Linked DNA regions of Mus musculus: region 2 is linked to region 1. Evidence: chromatin contacts called from public Hi-C data. All regions are on one chromosome and are shown on one strand. The core of a region is the stretch at or near the end of the contact, and the rest is flanking DNA. Distances in the headings are between cores, read along the strand shown.

Evidence for each region. A called contact is a pair of places that touch in the nucleus more often than the background predicts.
Region 2: a contact with region 1 is called in a Hi-C map of myocytes, with 4 times the contacts expected there. The contact joins two enhancer-like sites. A contact is called at or near these places in 2 of 484 Hi-C or Micro-C datasets (cortical neurons and myocytes).

Annotation. Positions count from the first base shown.
Region 1 is chr1:21,484,970-21,487,812 of GRCm38.p6, forward strand. It overlaps Kcnq5 (potassium voltage-gated channel, subfamily Q, member 5), which reads right to left. Exons shown (of 14, transcript NM_023872.3): 6 at 2,254-2,364. Among named protein-coding and RNA genes, the nearest start is that of Khdc1b, 100 kb to the left of the region's middle. Within about 2 kb of position 1,397, at least 4 of the 459 cell types and tissues checked have an H3K27ac peak or open chromatin away from gene starts, as enhancers often do. A contact at or near this core is called in myocytes, where this site is marked.
Region 2 is chr1:21,613,383-21,616,225 of GRCm38.p6, forward strand. The region is part of intron 1 of Kcnq5 (potassium voltage-gated channel, subfamily Q, member 5); the gene reads right to left. Among named protein-coding and RNA genes, the nearest start is that of Khdc1b, 230 kb to the left of the region's middle. Within about 2 kb of position 1,454, at least 24 of the 459 cell types and tissues checked have an H3K27ac peak or open chromatin away from gene starts, as enhancers often do. A contact at or near this core is called in myocytes, where this site is marked.

The DNA.
Region 1 (2,843 bases), core at 147-2,646:
CACTTTATTGGAAACATTTGCACGAATGACTACTTAGTCTCTGACCTGTAACCTAACACAACAACATAGTTTAACTTCCCTGTAATGACTCAGAGTTTCATTTCAGGATCCTTGCCTTGTACTGTGGGATCCTGACAATTTATCTAACTGACCCTGAGTCTTCACATATTTGAACAATTATCTCTGCTTGCTTATTGCAGAATTTCATTTCCTGCCCTTGCTGCTACTGCTAGTTTCCAACGTCTCTTCCTGTGCAGTGCCTTTTCTGCTGGCCTCTACTGTATATTTTAACAGTCCATTCATCTCAGTGACCTCAGAGTAAATATAAACTTAAAACAGCAGGTATTTTGTGATACTGCTTTCTGGGGGTGGGGGTGGGAGGAAGAAACTGAAGACTGAATTTTACTGTTTCCAAAGATATCTTTTTCTGTGGGGAATCTGATGATTGAGTCTTTCTCTGTTCTTTTCCAGGTTGCTGAGACAACCATAAAAGCTGACTTTGGGCTGGATGTAGTGGCTCTGTAGCCTTGTCAAGACAGCCAGAATTACACAGAGAACCCCTGTCTTAAACAAACAAACAAACAAACAAACAAACAAACAAAAGGAATTTACTTTTGATATGGGAGATTCTTCCCTGTCTGCCTTATATTACCATTTGGGTCTGGAAACATATATTTTTATATTCTTATAAATTAGGGAGAGTTTTTTTGTAGTTTTCCTCACAGTAATCACTTGATTTATATTATCACATTGTTCACTCTAGTACTTACCTGGACTCAACCAGTCCTTATCATAAGACTTCTTTCACTATTTTAATGAAGAAATATACTAAAAAAAAAAATCACTGATCTGAATTGTGTCTCCACAAATTCATATGCTCCTTGTAGTTCAGAATGTGAGTTATTTGAATACAGGGAGGGTCCTCACCAGAGGTAATCAAGTTAGGATGAGGTCATCAGAAGGGGACCTAATCATACAAATGCTGTCCTTATAAGATAAATGAATCTGGATATAAATATTGTCAGGACATATAAAGGGATGGCCCTCCCTCAGCATCTCAAGAATGGAGGCTCAGACAGCGTGCTCCCTCTTAGAGCTCTTAGAGGGAACGTGCTCTGGTAATTCCTGGGTCTCAATTTCTAGGCTCTGATAGCCATGAGACTAATTTCTATTGTTGAGTCCCCCAAGTCTGTGATACCTGGTCAAAGTGGTCCTAGCACACTAATATCGTTACACAGTTAGGAAGAAATGTAAGTCAAATTGAGGCATAATATCCTAGTACGTACATAGTCTGTGCAGTCTCCTGCCACGGTTTTGAGTGGGGTGGGCCTGAACCAGCTGGCCAGTGGAAAGTTGGGACCTGAGTGTGGGAAGGGCAGGAGTGTCCTCTGAGGTCATTTACTGTCAAAGGACAAGAACTGTGATCTAATGTCTGTGGTACTGAATACCCCCATCTGACCTCAGTGTACTCAGCTTTCTCTGGCATGTGCTCTCAGGTTTCAGTTTGGCAGAGGTGGCACATGGCATGCCTGCTGCCTGGAAAACGAGGAGACTATTTTTCTTCCGCACACCTGTTGTGGCTGACCCTCAGTTCTTACTGTCAGCTCCCTGATGCCCAGCTCCACCTCAGATGGAGAGGCCCAAAAAAAAAAAAAAATGATGTCCGGAGGGAAGAGGCAAACGGTAACATCATGTCCTACTGCCTTTAAAGAAACAAGAGGCTAAAATGACCAGAAAGTCAAGCCTCGCCCTTTGAAGAGAAACTAATCAGGAGTCCAGAGGGAGATAAATGTGTTCTTCATTCTGACAAAATGCAGAAACTGCTCATAAAGAAAAAAAAGAATCAATGGCTGTGACACTGGTATAAATCATCTGACACATTTACAACACTTATGCTTCTCATTCAAGTGTTTGGGGAGAAGAAAGAACTCCTGTGAACATCTATCTTTCCATTTGTGTACATTATAAACCAAATTGCAGTAATTAGTTTAAATGAAGCTATCTTTAAATCTTTATAAACATTTAAGATGGATCACTGGCATGTTGATGAAAACAATCTAAATTATTTGTTTATACAGATCTAGCCAGTATTGGAGATTCAGGATACTATTTTATACATCATCTACCTGGATGCACTTAGAAAGAAAGCAACATTTATTAGAATAGTAGTGTAGGTCAATGCAATAGATTCGTTCCTCAGAACACTAATGTGTGAGAACCTAGTTGAAGCAGCTTTGTTAAGACGATACTCACAGCAGGAAGTGCAAAGAAAGAAATGCCAAGGAGTGCGAAGCCTGCAGAGAGCAGTCTTCCCAGCCACGTTAGGGGTGTTTTGTCTCCATAGCCAATGGTTGTCAGTGTGATCTGGAAACAAAGTCAACAGAACATCCAGCTTAAGTACTTGAGAAGGAAGTTAGGACCTAGGAATGGGAGACAAAACAGTATCTCCACTAAATCATGATGCAAGAAGTCTTGCTGGCACATTCTCTTCCTGCACTTTAACTTTCCATGACGCATAACAGCACTTCTCTTTGTTTAAGGGAAGGAATAACCTGCATATTTTGTCCTCCCTTTTAATACAGTCTCCAGTTTGTCCATGTGTATTCAAAGGCAAGTTGTTGGGGTAAGAAGATTATCTTCCCTGATATGGAAGAGATAGCGCTGGGGGTTTATAAGTTAATGCCCCAATCAATGATTTATTTAATAAGACTGTTTATTATTTTCTTAAAGCCTTAAGCATTCAATATACATTTTATGATTTGCAGTGGAACAAAAAGGATAGGAATATAGTTCTTGTCCTGAGATAATTATGACAGTAAGGGAGGCATGATATAGGCATCCAA
Region 2 (2,843 bases), core at 204-2,703, 130 kb after region 1:
CTAAATAAACTATCAGGTTCAGCTATACAAAACTACCACTACTGACAGCCTGAACCAATTGCATTTCAGCAGTTTCTCATGGTTCAACTTTACATGCTACATAGGTGTTAGTGCTAAAATTTACTATATACAAATGACCAATGCTTATATCCAGCCTAAATTCTATACACACCTTCCCAGGGTACAAAGAATGAGAAGGATGAAAAAAAAGATACTTTTCAAGCTGTTGTTTTAAAAAAATATCTCTGTAGTCTAAAAAGCAATCAACTTGGTCACTTTCAAACCTGAAATTGATTTTGGTGCAGGAGAGATGGCTCAGCAGTTAAGAGCATTTGCTATTCTTGCAGAGCATCCAGGTTCAGTTCCTAGCACCTACATGGTGGTTCCCAAATATGTAACTCTAGTTACAAAAATTCTGACACATGTGGCCTCTTCCCCTGACATTGGACACACAGACACACACACACACACCACCACCACCACCACCACCACCACCATCACCAAAAATTATAAATCTTTAAAAAACTTGTATCTTTCATTTTGGCACAAAAAGTTTAACAACTATCAAGGATAGTTAAAATATGGTTTAAAATAAGTCTTTCAAAACAAGGGTGAGAAAAGTAAACATAAACAATGATCCTTCTTACTGAAAGCAAAGAGCAGTTGGAAACTCCAGGTGGCTATTTTCAGCTCCCACCTCAAAGCCTGCTGTCAGGTATGTCATCATCACATACCAACTGGGTGAGTAGCCAGAGGGAAACATGTCAGCGAGACCACATTGTTTATTCTCATTCCTGTGGCCTGCTGTACTGGAGAAGGAATACAGAGCAGGTGCTGCTCAAGTTTACAGCGTGGGTTGATCTTGGTACTTCAACTTATTTTTGGCTACTTTAGTACCTTTCATCATTTTTGAAAATATTGCACCCATATTTATGTGTGATTATAGAAGCCAGTTTTTTTTTTCTACAGATATCACGACTCAATCTTGAAGGTAAATGCTAATGACTTCTGGGAAAAATTTATTGATTATCAGAATAGGTTCTGATGGTTCTCAAACAAGAATTCAACATTAATAACACAGAGATTCACAACTTGGTCTGGGTTCCTAGAAATCACTGTTTATAGTTTTACCTTGCCCATCTAACTAGTCATCAAGAACAGCAATTTAGGAGCTATAATTACAGTCTCTTTCTCCTTATCCACTGTTCTGCTTAGAGTTGGCTGTACTTCCAATTTTAAACCTTTGCCCTCCTTTGAATCTGTTTTTTTCTCATCAGCTCAGATCATAAACATCTTTCTGTTCTACATGTTCAGCAGATAGAACTTGCTCTCAAAGATTGAAAAACTGTCACACAGTCCTGATTTTGCATTTCCTAACCCCCCCTTCTATCCCACATAGAGGTTTAGTATCCAATTGGCATGATTGCTCACTACAGTAAGTAATTTCACAGGAAGGATATGGGATGGATTATGAAATACTTGAAAACAGTTGAAGGCTGGGGCTGGCACTTCTGCTGAGCCTGATGACCTAAGTTTCTTTCCTGGGACCAGAAAGATGGAAATAACTGACTTTTGTAAGTTGTTTTCTGACCTCCATCACTCGAGTATGCATGCACGTGCACACACACACACACACACACACACACACACACACACACACACACACACACACAGAGAGAGAGAGAGAGAGAGAGAGAGAGAGAGAGAGAGAGAGAGAGAGAGAGAGAACACAGTAAATAAATATGTTAAAAACAAAAAAGTTGAAGTCATTATTCACTAAAATCTTTATGGGGCAATGAATGTATCTGTCCCAGAGAAGGTTATGAAATTGAGGGGTAGTGCATAAAATCCTAAGAGCGGTGCCATTATATCTATAGCAGTTCATTTCCTTTGCATGAAGGGAGTCTAATGGAAAACTTCATAACTGCAGGCATCCTATTCTGTCATTTCTGACAGGAGTAACGTTAAAATTTTGCTCCATTTAATAAATTGTACAATAGGAGAAATGGCTGATCCTAGGCATATTTTTGGCCTTATGCACCTTCCTCTAAATTCTGTAAGACAAAAACTAAAAATCATAAAGGAAGAAATCAGATCTCATTCACTCATTAATTAACTTCTCCAATTTCCTTCTAAAATAAGAAGCTTCCAGGGCATAACGGAAGTTTTCTGTTGAAATCAGCTGTTGGTAGTCCCTGCTGTCACTCATGCCAGTTACTGAGTTTCACAGGGAGGTACAGGGCTAATACAGCATGGAGAAGACTTTTCTCAAAGTATTCATCCATGGCTCATAGTGGCTTTATCCTAGTCTCCAAATCTAGCTAAGGGTTTCAAATTAAACTCAGTCAATTTTCTATTTTCCTAATGGAATTTTAGCTTAGTTATAAATATTTGAAGGTTGTCCAATATGTAAGGGAGAGGGGTACCTTTCAAAGTATTGGTCTTGGTTTCATGATTAATAGGCAAAATAAAGTTTCTGATTTTATGTTAATGTGGACTCTATGACTTCAGTTTATTAAGCCTGTCTGGTGTAACAAAGAAGGAAGTAAATAATGTGTTTATGAGGCGACAGGAGACTTCAGTAGGTCTTGGGATGGGAAAGAACAGCAGAAGAAAATATGGAAACTTCTCCAGTTGGCTGAGTGAAAAAGTGATTCATTGCTGAACTGTGCCCTTCCCTCTCTGCCTAGCATGTGGTCCTAGGCAGACTCCTAATCTCCTTAGGACTGACACCTATTTTCTATAGAAGCAGCTGACCTGCAGAAGATCCAACCTACTTCTAGAAAAGTTTGAATATGTGCATATTATTTCTTGTGGTGCTATTTTTCCAGATAGACAAAACT